3 separate regions of the Mus musculus genome follow, and all the other regions are linked to region 3. Evidence: chromatin contacts called from public ChIA-PET and Hi-C data. All regions are on one chromosome and are shown on one strand. Each heading gives the region's core, a stretch centred on a gene start, on an enhancer-like site or on the middle of the called end of the contact. The rest is flanking DNA. Distances are from core to core; before and after follow the strand shown. Region 1 overlaps Atxn1 (ataxin 1). Region 2 overlaps Atxn1 (ataxin 1). Region 3 overlaps Atxn1 (ataxin 1).

Region 1 (4,431 bases), core at 479-2,978, 270 kb before region 3:
GCTCTCCCAATAAACGTGTGCAGAAGGATCCTGTTGCAGCGTCGTTCTTCCTGGCCAGTTGAGTGCGCGCAAGAGTTCAGGGATGACCTCTTTGCATTGGATAACCACGAAGGGAACTCTCATCCCCGAGACAGGCCATTTCTCCCTCTCCAGCAGGCATTAGTTGCCTATAGCCCTTTGTGTAGGGCTGGGACCCTGGGAAAATGTTCTCCTTCTATGTCAGCATATCTATTGAGATCACCATAGTTTTGGAGTTCTTACTAACATCCATTTCTAAGGGAAGACTGTTTTGCACCGGATTTCCCCATGTTCTGCCTCTTCTGGTCTTTCCATGGGGGTGGGCTTTGGCAGCTCGAGGGCTCGCTTGCAGATTGTTCTCCCTTCTTCATACTTATAGTTCAAGATGTTAGCCCGCAGCCCGCTGCTCCAGCCACCATTTCTGTAGCTTGGCTGCCAGGCTTCCCCAGCATCCCAGCCTATCTCTCTCTAGAATCCTGAGCACAAATAAACTCTTCCCTCCACAAGTTTCTTTGGTCATGGTAATTTATAAGAGCAACAGAGAAGTAACCAATATGGGGTCTCACATAGCATAGGTCGAGTTTGAACTCACTCTGTAGCTTAGGATGACCAAGAACTTCTGATCCCCCTGCCCCTACTTCATAAAAGCAATAATTACAGACATGTGCTACCATGCCTGGTTTATGCAGTGTTGGGGCTCATGGACCCACTGCATAGAACATACAAGGCAAGCACTCTCTCAACTCAGCTCCAGCCCCAGCCCAGGGACAACATTTTAAATAAAAGCTAGAATGTGCTTACTGTCTGTTTCATTTAAGAGGCTGAAGACGGGGGAGCCAATAAAGCGGTTCAGTGGGTAAAGGAGCTAGCTCACTATCAAGACTGGCAACCTGAGTCTGCTCCTTAGACCTCACATGGTAGAAGGAGAGTACCAGGTCGCTCTCAGTGTGCCTAGATTTCTACTTGTACATCACAGCAGGTGCATGCAAGCACACACATACAGTAGATAGATAGATAGATAGATAGATAGATAGATAGATAGATAGACAGACAGACAGACAGATAGGCAAATGTATTGTAATGAAAAAAATATTGAGGATGGAGGTGAGACACAACTTTATAAAATTTGCATATGTTCATTAAAAATAGCTCAGCTACTTTAATACAGAGAATCAGAAGGATAAGTTGGGAAGTGATGCTGGTATTCTGCTTCTGTCTACACAGCCAGCCTAGACTCAAACCTTCAGGAACAAACAGGTTTCTCTGCCTAAAATGGATGAAGTCAGAACCAAACCATCCACATCTCCAAGTATCCCCAAGCCAGCTCTCATCTGGATTCACCGTGACGAGGCTTTACCCGAAGATCTGAAGAAAGTATTAGAAAGCGAGAAAACAGACATTACTTTGGGGAAGCTGGGAGACGGTTTTATAATCCAACTTGTCGCTAGATAGAATGGCCCATAAAAATAACATGGGGGACTATTACCTGACAACAGAACATATGAAATCTGTGTCCGTCTCTCTGTCACTCTGCCTCTGTCTGTCCCTCTCTCCACTCCTCCCTCCCTCCTAATTTAATTAAATATTTAAGCTGCTAAGAGACAAAAAGCCCCTCCGGTTTCACATCTGATGTCCCCTTGTGACACTGGCTTACGTGTGATATGATCACATTTCCTGACTTGTGGCAGGAAACACTGATTGTGGGCCAGCACTCTCCTTTTTGAGTCACACGTGAACCCCTGAGGTTACCAGCTGGAACACAGTAGATGCCACCTTGGATTATGAGGTCCCTCCAACTCAAGCTGCCCTGGTCTTTCTGTTTGAGGGTTTTCTCTCATACAGTGAGAAATACAAGTTCACACCTATCACAGGGTGAGGCTGTTCAAACTGAAACCAAGGAACCAGCCCCACTGAATCATCCACTGTCACTTTAACAGTAGCAAGGACACTGAAGGGAGCCAAGGAGCTGCTTACATTTGCATCTGGCCCCTCCCACTTTGGACGAAGGATGACTAAAATATGTAATTTTTGAATAGTGGGTTGCTTCAGCTCTGTGACTGGGAGCTGGAAGCAAATGTACTCTGACATTTTAGGCTCCAGTCTTTCCTGTTTCTCTCAATGGGAATATTTTCAAAAATATCTTAAATGTAGAATTAAACTCTGGGCTGCCTCCTTCTCCACAGGGTTAGACTTAGGCTCAAGGGTGAGGGCAAGACATGGGGACACAGCTTGGCATTTGTTGTGGGATGATACCCATTCACACACTTTCACACTTGTGGGAGGTAAGTGCAATTGCAGATAGGTGTGCAGAGGAGAGTGTGCATGTATATGTAAGGATTAGGACATACACACACACATATCATATGGGCGCACAGAGAGATGTATATAACCCATAAACATGAGAAACATATGTAGGCACATGTAGGCATGAGTGCACACACCTGGGTATGGTTGTGAGCATTCTATATCATTAGAGTAAATGCGTGTTTGTAGTACGCATGTGTCCAAATGTATGGGGTGAATTGCAATATTCTATCATGCAGGGGTGAATATATACACATATGCACACATGAGAGAATATACATCTATGCGGTTGTGAATGTATCCTTATGTGTGAGCACGCAAAAAACAAAAAACAAAAAACCCACCACCAGGATTTGAGAATACATGGGCACAGGCAGGGATGTGTATACATGCACATATGGGAAGTGTGGGTGCTGTGTTCACACAGAGTAGCTGAATGCATGCAGGCACATTCCTGAATACTAAGTGCATAGTAATCAGGACAACCGCAACTCTGAAAAATGAAAATCACCCACAGTAAAGTCCCAAGCAGATGTTTTTTTCCTGTGGCAGTAAACACAGAAAACAAGGCAGGTGGGTGGAGTTAGACATTTAAGCCCACTTCATAGCCATGGTACTTTTATTTAACACATTGATGCAATACCTAATATGCTAACACCCATTGCAAAAAACAGTCCCGAAAAGGATGTTCAACGGTTTAATTTAAAGTACTGGTGTGAGTTTTATCTTTGTGTGCTGAACCAATGGTGGCTGAAGCATCTTCGTTTTTTTTTTTTGTTTGTTTGTTTTTTTGTTTTTTCCCCTTCTGAGTTAGAGAACAGCAGCCCCGGTGTACTGCTGACGGCTATCCTTTTGAAGTTCCAGAGACAGTTGGGTAGACTGCCTCAACAAAAACAAAAAAAAAAAAAAAGAAAAAAAAAAAAAGAAAAAAAAATCAGACACTCAGAGAGTTCAGTGACAGACTATGCGAAGGTTCTCAGCAACACAGGTTTGGGGGATGGTGCTGGAGTGGAACACCTCGTAAGGGTGACACCCCGAAGCTCACTCTTTCCTTTCTGCCTGCCATGATGCATGTCTGCCTTCCTACCCCTAATGCCTCCATGGCTTCCAAGAGTCTTTGCCTGAAGGGTATGGCCATTCCCAGGGCAGCTTTAATTGCTTTTTAGGAGCCTCACTACTATTTCTCTGGACCAGTTTGTGCTTTCTTAAAGATGCTTGGACAACAAGCTTCTGGAGACTCGCTGACCCTGGCAATTTGGTGATGGCGAATCCTACCGCACATCTGCAGGAACACTTCTCTAAGAGGTTAATTGGCAGCCAGAGGAATAGGTCCTGCCCATGGCTCAGGAACTTGAGCACAGCCCAGGAATCATCCAAGAAGGCACTGTCTCTCATTATGAAGACCCCTTGGCCAGTTCTTCTCCTCCCAGGACAGCCTTACAGGTTGGGAAAATGTATTTTCCTGGGGAAATGTGGTCTAATTTTAGTTTTATGTTTTCACAAGTCAGAAGGCAACCAAGAATGTTGCCAATATATTACTGAAAAGTATTTTTCAATACGGTGCTTTAAAAAAAAAAAAAAAAGTATCACTCAAGATGGTTGATCTGAGTCAGACAAGAAATTCTGGAGACCGAATTCTAAAATACACTTGAACAAAAAAGTCAATTGGGGGGATGCTTGTAACCCCACACCAAGCTCTAGAAATCACAGTTTACTTCTTAGCCTCTCCTTCTGAAAACCGAAGAGCTGCATCTGGCCTATGCCTTTGCAAGTCTGAGCTGAACGGTCCTGAAAACCCTGTCATTTTGCATCAGTCGATCTCTCACTACTTCAGCAGCGCAGCAGCCTGTCTGTCTCTTACTAAGCAAGCTCTCATCACCTGTCAGTCATGGCTCCTGCTGTTCTGAACACTCAGGAGAGATGAATGAAGGTGCGGCTGAGTCTTCAGTCTCATCTCCCTGCAGCCACTCCTCCATACTACCACCCGTGATGCTGTTGAAGAATTGAGCCCAGTGATGTCATTCCGAGGTTTGCTAGCTCCAAATACCCTGGCTACCAAGGGCTCTCAGATATTCTCTAACCTGAGAAAGCAGTGGTGTTTTCCCCCAA
Region 2 (4,684 bases), core at 771-3,270, 300 kb before region 3:
AATTTGCTGATCCATGGTATGATCTGGTACGTTTATGGTGCCAGAGAGAAACAGTGGTGTACTGAAGGTGGCTTGTATTGGTCTGTGAGAATACTGTTGAACTCACAACTTGAAGGCAAACACAGCTATTACCAAAAACTAAGCTATATAAAATTTCTAATTTTAGTTAAATTATATTATAGCTTATCAACTCCTGATTTTTTATTCTATTTTGCAATTATTATTCAGTGAAGATTAATTTGTAGAGTGGTATAGACACACACACACACAAATTAGTATTGCTATAGCACTTGCATTTCTTTTTTCTAAACCTGTGTTGGTCATAACAGCTGGCTGAAATTTGTCCCATTAACAGAAGTCACTTCAGAGAAATCAACATAAGTATATACTATATATTTTATATAACTATTATTATTATTATTATTATTATTATTATTATTATAAAGCTGGTCAACGTACCATGACTACAGCTCAGACACATACCATTAAGCCACACTGTGCTGATCACAGCAAATTGATCTATTCCTAAATCCTCTCCATTATCTACCACTGAAATCGGTCCGACTCAGAAATGTGTGTGCCTGCAAGAACACTGACAAAGATACTATCTTTGAAGGGAAAATAAAATTCCTTGGAAGTTGGGCAATCCTTCACCAGGCGCACAGAGTTTCATGGATTACCTCATTCAGTACTGGTAAGCACTGTTGCATTTCCCTATTCTAATTCAACAGATGAGGACTGGAAGGGGAAGCGCTCTGTCCAGGGCCACATGGCCAGTGAGCCGCCCAGCCTTGCTAAGTCTGAAGGCCAAGCCCAGTCTTTTTTAGCTTCTACCACAGATTACTGCTTTATGTAAGCTGTTTTAGCAGTGTTTTTGTTTGTTCGTTTATTTTGTTGTTTCTAAAGACCCACATCTAGGTTTTTTTCCTTCCTTCGATCAGCAACGTAGCCAGTTCTGATAAAGCTACATCTACAATTTATAGAGAACAACCCAGGAATTTCTGCCCCTTCCTCACCACAAGCAGACATTATGTCCATACTGCTGTAATACCTAAAATACACCAGAGCCTGATACTCCACACCTCTGCCCCTAAGAATGCTGTAGGTGTGCGGGCATACAGAGAAAGCGATGCACTTTGGATTTGAGTGTTTCCAACCCAAAGAGAAGCATCTAAGCTCTTGAGCATAGGTTAGCAGTCACCGTGAGAAATAAGACTGGCCTGGCCCTCTGCCTCTGTGACTTCCACTTCTACAGATTGTACATCTATAGATTCAGTTAAGCACAGATCCCTCAGGGGACCTACCCTGAAGCTGCACAGTTGTTCTTATCATTATTCCCTAACCAGAAGTGTGACAACCATCCATGCAGCAATATACTGGATCAGGTAATACAGATCAGCCAGAGTTGGTTGGATGTGTGGAAGTTATATGTAAATTCCATGTCATTTGTTTATAAAGGATTGAAGTCTTCATGGGTTTTAGTTCCCATTTGGGGCAGGGTATAGATACAATTCTAATGAATATGGAAGGCCAAATGTAGGGATGTGTGTAAATATGTGTGTGTGTGTGCGCATGTGTGTGTTGTATACATACTCAATGATGGAAAAAGTGAGTTACAGGAACATATATAGGAATATGTATACACACATGCGTATGCACTCACATAAGTTTTTCTGTGTTTTTTAAAATATACATACTCTTCATAGAGAGGGGAACAAGCTATACACAAATAAAAGAACATGTATACACACATGTACACACGTACATACATGCACACATTGCACACATATATTTGTGTGGCTTATTTCATATGTATTCTCCATGAGAGGGAAAGTAGGCTACACACAGTGGGAACATGTGTTTTATGTTTGTGACTAGGTTGCTTGTCTCCTCAGGGACTTTCACAGAAAAACAAACAAACCCTCATTTCTCTTTATTAAATGGGTACCCATTCTACCCTTGCAGTATGACTATGGTGGCTTTATGACTTAACCCCAGGAAGAATGCAAAGAATGCCTGGCTGGCCATGAGCTTCCCCAGTACAAACACAGCACTGCTTATGACCTCTAGCACTTGAAGACATGTTTTCAACGTGACGCATGTTTGTTGGAGCCCAAGACGAAAGCCTGCCCAGATGTTGGTTTTCTTTGGCTCGAGGAGAAGTTCCCACTGATTGATCGATACCAGCCTTTGGGCCCTGTGGCTGGGGTTCACTTCAGTCCCAAGAGCCCGGCTAGAGTTGAGCCCTTGAGATGTTTTCTCAATACGCTAAGCAGAGATAACTGTAACCAGTGACAGATAAGAAACCCATCTGTCCCCTGGTCAGGCCTTTTGAGGCTTGTTATGTGACTGACCTCATAGCTGGAAAGTGTTTTGGAGACCCTGGATGGAAACATACCCACGTCAGTGAAGTGCTACAGATGGATTCTTAGAGGTTACCAGTGGCTGTCAATACTGTCATCTTCATGTTAAAGGATGGCACTTCTGGTTGACCTTGGGATACTGGTGGGTGTGGGGTAACATTTAGAATGAGTGATGCCAGGTTCCTTGGACAACATGTTCTTGGGAGGAATGTTCCCTGACGGTCTATTAAAATTTCACATTAATGGGTCTGATTGCCAGTCTCCATGGGGACACCTTAAAGTAATCAGGCTGTCAAATTAAAAGCCAAGCAAATAGTTTCTCTGCATTCTAAAGATGGAGCTAATGCTGGGGTTACCATTCTGCCTCATGGTTCAGGAAGACATGAGATAGAGGTGGTCACTTCATGACAGGGATCACTCCAGTCCCTTCCTGCTCAACTGTGATGTTCTCAATCGAGAGAGGTTTTATTCTTTAAGGGATATTTGGCTGTACTTCGCTTTTGATTATCACAACTGCAAGGTGCTGCATTATCTAGCTGATGGGCAAACAGGACCTTCCTCTCCATTTCTCCATCTCCCCATCTCCCCATCTCTCTCTCTCTCTCTCTCTCTCTCTCTCTCTCTCTCTCTCTCTCTCAGGTATGCGTATGGCTCCAGGTTTTTCTCCTCTATCTGCATTCACAAGTCCCTTCTTTCCTGGCTTAAGATGCCTGGACCACACAGCCACTTGCTTTTGGGGCTTTAAATGCCATTCCCAAGCCATTGTCTGACTTCGCAGATGGCCTGGGTCGGAAGCCCTCCTCTCATTTCTCCTCTGAGTGGAATTCCTCAGTGAATACGTATTACGACATTGTTAGGGTTAGAGACTGGAGCTGCATTTATGCACGCCTTTTGCCAAGACCCCAAGACAGACTTGGAAAGGTGTCACTGGGCTTCTTTGTTCCTCTTCCCAATGTGGCCACATTGAACCAATCTGCTTTTCACTATTGATTGTGCCTTTAATTGGCCTAATGAGTGTGGATGGCCGGGCCTGGCTTGTTCGGGTGGCCAGGGCCCAGGCTCTGACTCTGACCATTGTGGTAACACATGCGGATGGGAATTCCACACACAAGGACTCCTGAGCATTTAACCTTTCCTATAGTCCCTTTCTTCTCACTTCAGAACATGCATTCATTCATCCAACATTAGTGGAATGTATCTTTTATACCTGTTTCTGGGCTGAAGATTTTTAAATGAATATATTTCCTTGTTCTCAAAGAGCTTCACATTTAGAAAAGTTGCGGTTCTTCTTTCGGCGCTAGGAGTGGCACCATGGAGACCAGCATCCAGTGTTACAGGGTAGAGAAAGTTCCAGGAAAGCCATGGACTAGAGGTTGCTGCTTTTTGATGGCTAAGCACTCTAACACGTGGGTCTGAGTACTGGCACTGAGCCATGGACACAAAGGAAAATAAAAACATCTTAGTAAGCCCCTCCAACTTTTACATGACTACCCCTGATTCCAAGTTTATATTATTCTCACTTTGGCATGGTAAACTGTCTTTTCTCTCTTCCAAGAACTGAGAAAGTGATAGAAGAGGGAAGACATGCATCTGTGAATTCTCATGAGGAATCTTGTTTGTTCTGAGAGAGGGTCTCACATTGAACCCAGAACTGTCTAGAATCACCTAGATGAGTTGTGGCAATCCTCCTGCTTCAGCCTCTTATGCACCGGGGTTAAGATTTGTGCCACACTACCCCTTGTGACTCCTATTTGTCTTCTAAAAAGTCGTTCTTAAACTCTAGTGTGGTAACATTGGCTCTTGCATTAGTTTTCTAGAGTCACAGAACTTATGGGTAGTCTCTATATAGTAAAGGAGTTTGTTGATGACTTACAGTCTACAGTCCAACTCCTAACAACGGTCAGCAGCAGCTGTGAATGGAAGTCCAAGGATCTAGCAGTTGCTCAGTCCCACAAGGCAAGCAGGCAAGGAGAGTCTTCTTCCAATGTCCTTCTGTAGGTCTTCAGCAGAAGGTGTAGCCCAGATTAAAGGTGTGTGCCACCTCACCTTTAATCCCAGATGACCTTGAATTCTCCCTGTTTTAATCTCCTGGAATTCATAGCCACTATGCCTCAAGCTCTCCATATCAAGATCCAGGTCAGAAACTTCTATCTCTCAGCCTCCAGATTAGGATCACTGGTGAGCCTTCCAGTTCTGGATTGTAGTTCATTACAGATATAGTCAAGTTGACAACCAGAGATAGCCACTACAGCTATGTAAGAGGTCCTTTATTTGGAAATCCTCCTGCCCCTGCACAGTGAGATAGCTTTCTCTGGGGACTC
Region 3 (4,607 bases), core at 728-3,227:
GGCTAACTCAAGATGGTGGTTCCTCTCCAAGCCATCCTGCCATGTGCTTCCCTAAAGGTTCCTCATAGTCTTGTTCTGAGCAATCTCAAAATAAAAGCCAGGAGCTGCTCCCAGGTGTAGCATCTCATCACTCCGAAGTGTGGGTAATAGGCACCCCCCAAATTATTTCATCCATTCTTTCAAAACAATATGTTTTCATGGTGCACCGGGTATGTCTGCAACATCAACCTAAGTCGTTCATAACAAGGTCATGCCCTGTCATTTTTAATTGTATGAAAAGGTGACTGACTGATGGCTTCCTTCCTGTAATTAGGTCTGCATCGGCATCTCTCCGAGTAGGTATTCTCAGGCAGCTCTGCGTCTTGGTTCTCAGTGAGTGGTTCTTACAGGCTGTCTGAGAGACAGAAAATCCTTTGAAAAATCTCACTGAACTGACTACTTTTGCCCTAGAACAATCATCCGGACATTGGAGGTACTGGGGATACAGTTTCCAAAGATCTTGGGACCTTGTGGAGACAGGAATCCCCAGAACGGTGGCGATCCAGACTATCTTAAAGAGTGAGCTCTGAGTTCAGTAGAAGACCCTGTGTCCTTAACATGTAAAGTGGAGAGAGAACAAGGAAAGCAGCCTATGTGAACTTCAGGCCTCCTGTACACACACACACACACACACAGACACACACACACACACATACACACACATAAATACACACACATACACACACACACACACACAAATATATAAACACACACACATAAACACACACACACATAAACACACACACATACACACACACATAAACACACACACATACACACACTCCTTATTTGTTGGTATATATATATATATATATATATATATAAATACTCCAGGAAACATTTATGCAAACTTCTTAGAAATAAGGGAGAATTCTACTATGGAATGCAAGCCATTGATTGTCCTGTTTTTCAAAGTCTTTCTACTACAGAGCCTGAGTTCCTGCAAGGTGTGTGTGTGTGTGTGTGTGTGTGTGTGTGTGTGTGTGTGTGTGTGTGTGTAGTGGGAGCAGGAATTATTTCCAGAGGCAATGACATATGGTATTATCATCTTGGCTCTTGCTTTAAGAATCTCCAGACATTTACACGCTATAAAAAATGATGGTTATCATCTTTTTTTCAAACAACCTTCCTTGGATAGTTAAAACGAGTTCAATTTCATACAGTCAGCATGCATGTAAGTTCATACTATAAATCAAGCCCAAGAAGTGAGCTGCAATTATTATTTAATCCTAAAGAAAAGAATGAAGAGACCGAACGCAAACACCATCTTTCATAGATAAAATAGAGTTGTGTTATTTATGACCCCTGCAGCTGAGTCTTTTACTTAGATGTCGAGCAAACTGCACTGCGTAGGCTAAATTTCCTTAAGCTTTTCTGGACAAATTCCCTGCATTCAACAGAAGAAGTTCCAATGTTTAGTCACAAAAGAATCTCTCCAAAGCATTAAGATAATTACACAATTTTAACTTCTAAGTGTATATATATATATTTAAATTAATAACAGTGTACGGCCTTCCTTAGAAGGAAATTTGAATTACAAAGAATCTCTGACTTTTCAAAATTCCTGAACCCAAAAGCCATTTTAAAAAAACCCATGAGCCAAGTAGCTTCACTAAATATTTATCACGGGATAACGTTTCTACCATCCGAAAGCTGCTGGCAACGGTTCAAACTCAAGTTCCTGACCTTTTTTTTAAAAAAAAAAAAAAAAAAAAAAAACTCTCATGTTTCTCCGCATCAAACCAAAGCATGTCGGTTCTAGTGCGGCTCATGAAAGAGCCTCTGAGGGCAGCTCAAAGGAACCTCAAGCACAATGACTTCATACTCAAAAGAGTCTTCTCATGGTAACAGCATTTAAGTCCGTGAGTCACAAGGCTCAGTCTGAGGTTTTGCTCCATCAGCTCCTCCAGGCAGGTGAGCTAAGGGCTCTACTGTCTTAAGTGCAGTGAGGCAGTTTGTCTAAATATGGACAGACTTCATGAGAAGCTGAAATGGGGGCGGTGACTATGCCCAATTCCTCAGTATAAACTGAAAGAAAAAAAATCATGAAGTCTCAGAGCCCCGCTGCCGTGTGTGTGTGTGTGTGTGTGTGTGTGTGTGTGTGTGAGAGAGAGAGAGAGAGAGAGAGAGAGAGAGAGAGAGAGAGAGAGAAATAGAAAGTGTGTGTGGTGTGTGTGCATGTGTGTATGAGAGTGTGTGTGTGGTGTGTGTGTAAGAGGGAGAGAGAGAGAGTATGTGGTGTATGTGTGTGGTGTGTGTGTATGTGAGTGTGTGTGTGGTGTGTCTGTAAGAGGGAGAGAGAGTGTGTGTGGTGTGAGTGTGTGAATGAGTGTATAGTCTGTGTGTGTGGTATGTGTGTTTGAGTGTGTATGAGTGAGTGTGTGGTATGTGTGTTTGAGTGTGCATGAGTGTGTGTGAGTGTATGTGTGTGTATGTGTACTGTGTGTTTGAGTGTGTATGGTGTGTGTGTGTGTATGTGAGTGTGTGTGTGGTGTGTGCGTAAGAGGGAGAAAGAGAGTATGTGGTGTGAGTGTGTGAGTGAGTGTATAGTATGTGTGTGTGGTATGTGTGTTTAAGTGTGTGAGTGTGTGTGAGTGTATGTGTGTATATGTGCACTGTGTGTTTGAGTGTGTATGAGTATCTGTGTGTGTGTGTGTGTGTGTGTGCACATGCATGCATGCTCAGGTGCACAGAGGAACCAGGGATCATTTTCTGTCCGTTACATTGCTCTGCACTCTTGTACTTATTTTTAAAAGGCAGGATCTCTCACTGACCCTCAAGTTCTGATTCAGATAGACTGACTAGCCCTGAACCCCTAGGAATTCTCCTGTCTCTGCTTCCTCGGAAGTGGAATTGTAGGTGCACACTGCCAAGTTTTGTTTTGTTTTGTTTTGTTTTGGTTTGGTTTGGTTTGGTTTGGTTTGGTTTTAAACAAGAAGTTGAAGGAGCCAAACTCGGGTCCTCATGCCTGTATGGCAGGCACTTTACTGACTGAGCCCCGTTTCCAGCCCTGTAGATGCCCTTAACCAGTGGAACCATTAGGACCATGGGCTTACTTCCAAGATTGCACAGTAGGAAGCAGTGACACCTTTTGTGACCGTGGTCTCTCATCATATCCATTCCCCAGAGACAGCACACTCGACTAGAACAAGCAACCCCTTGAACAGAGCAAAAAAACAGGGGGCTCTCTGTACACAACCTTCCGGCTTACAGATTTCCACAGGACACCCATCCAGACCCCGGCCATATGCAGACATCAGAGCCAACCATTCAGACACCAGCCTTACGTAGACTCCAGGGTTTGAAGGGACAGCAATCAGTCACAGAGCTGTGGGGATCCCACCAAGGCCTCTCCTTGTTGTTAGTCCCTGTGTCCCCAGAGAAACATCAAAATAGCCAAAAGTCCACACTAACATGAGATTCTCAAAGAAACAAGACACCTTATTTTAATGTCATACTTGCTACTTACATTATGGTCCACTTGAAGACAGTTGGATCAGATAAACAGCCAAGAAAGCAAGAGTCTATCGATGTAGTTTTATAACGAGATCACTTGAAACATGGCTATGAGAAAAAAACGTGATTCTCCTTTCTCTCCCCATCCCATTCTCTCTCTGTCCGTTGATTGGTTTACTTTACTTGGATCTATTGGTCTCAGACTCCTCCACAGCCTTCCCAAGTCTGTGAGCTGTTGACTGGGGCTTCCCCAACTGTTGTTTATTATTCTAGTTACTACACGAGGAGTGTGATTGTTAATGTGTTACTGTGAGCTTCTAAAGGAGTCAAAACAGCCAAAGAAAAGCTTGAACTATACACAGAAAAAAAAAAAAAAAAGGCTAGAAAAATGCCTCAACAACATGGGAAATGACTCACCGCTAAAGAGATGGAGGCTCAGGAAACCGCTTTCCCGTTCAAGTCGGGGCAAATATGTACAGATGAAAGCAGCCCCAAAGCAGCTCAATCTAGTTTGCATCAGAAGCCAGATTTCGACAGTCACCTTGTTTGAAATAGTCTCAGAAATGGTTTTCAAGTTTTTCTCCCTTTCTGGGGTTGCTGAGATCAGTCGTGACTTGCACTTGTAAGCACTTAGCTAGAACCTACTGCCTCCTTCTCTCCTACAACAGCATCTATACCCAGGTATGAGAAGGCATCTTCCCCACAAGGCTGACTCTTATTTGTTCCATTCCTCCCTGCTGAGTTTAACAGAAAAGGCGCTAGCAGAACATTTAAGTTAAACGTAAGCATTCCTATACAGAAGGACTCAATAAATACGGGCATTTTCAATTTCCTCCAAGCCAAGAACGCGAGAACACCAGCACATGGTGGGAATGACTGGCAAAAGAAGCAAGCTCCTATCTCTCCGCATGCCCCATTCCAAGGTCCCCTCTGCTCGGAGTTAGGCTTCTGTTGCTGTGATAAAAAACAAAAAACAAACAAACAAACAAAAAACACCCGACCAGAGCAACAGGGAAGAAAGGGTTGATTTGGCTTACACTTCCATGTCAGGAGCTCAAGGAAGAAACCTGGAGGCAGATACTGAAGCAGAGACAGTATAGGAATTTTGCTTA

Evidence for each region. A called contact is a pair of places that touch in the nucleus more often than the background predicts. ChIA-PET counts read pairs in DNA pulled down with a chosen protein or histone mark.
Region 1: an RNA polymerase II ChIA-PET map of memory CD8 T cells shows a contact between it and region 3, with 382 read pairs. The contact joins two enhancer-like sites. A contact is called at or near these places in 1 of 15 datasets of contacts at CTCF or cohesin (the NIH/3T3 cell line), 2 of 484 Hi-C or Micro-C datasets (liver and nephron progenitors) and 5 of 115 datasets of contacts at active chromatin or transcription factors (CD8 T cells, T-cell acute lymphoblastic leukemia, bone marrow-derived macrophages and 2 more).
Region 2: a contact with region 3 is called in a Hi-C map of adipose-derived mesenchymal stem cells, with 1.7 times the contacts expected there. The contact joins two enhancer-like sites. A contact is called at or near these places in 3 of 484 Hi-C or Micro-C datasets (adipose-derived mesenchymal stem cells, liver and nephron progenitors), 2 of 115 datasets of contacts at active chromatin or transcription factors (bone marrow-derived macrophages and embryonic basal ganglia) and 1 of 9 other capture datasets (embryonic stem cells).

The regions. Positions count from the first base shown.
Region 1 is chr13:45,647,628-45,652,058 of GRCm38.p6, forward strand. The region is part of intron 6 of Atxn1 (ataxin 1); the gene reads right to left. Among named protein-coding and RNA genes, the nearest start is that of Gm34582, 120 kb to the left of the region's middle. Within about 2 kb of position 1,729, at least 34 of the 459 cell types and tissues checked have an H3K27ac peak or open chromatin away from gene starts, as enhancers often do. A contact at or near this core is called in CD8 T cells, T-cell acute lymphoblastic leukemia, effector CD8 T cells and 1 more, where this site is marked.
Region 2 is chr13:45,625,256-45,629,939 of GRCm38.p6, forward strand. The region is part of intron 6 of Atxn1 (ataxin 1); the gene reads right to left. Among named protein-coding and RNA genes, the nearest start is that of Gm34582, 100 kb to the left of the region's middle. Within about 2 kb of position 2,021, at least 46 of the 459 cell types and tissues checked have an H3K27ac peak or open chromatin away from gene starts, as enhancers often do. A contact at or near this core is called in adipose-derived mesenchymal stem cells, where this site is marked.
Region 3 is chr13:45,920,819-45,925,425 of GRCm38.p6, forward strand. All of the region lies in intron 2 of Atxn1 (ataxin 1), which reads right to left. Among named protein-coding and RNA genes, the nearest start is that of Atxn1, 42 kb to the right of the region's middle. Within about 2 kb of position 1,978, at least 82 of the 459 cell types and tissues checked have an H3K27ac peak or open chromatin away from gene starts, as enhancers often do. A contact at or near this core is called in CD8 T cells, T-cell acute lymphoblastic leukemia, adipose-derived mesenchymal stem cells and 2 more, where this site is marked.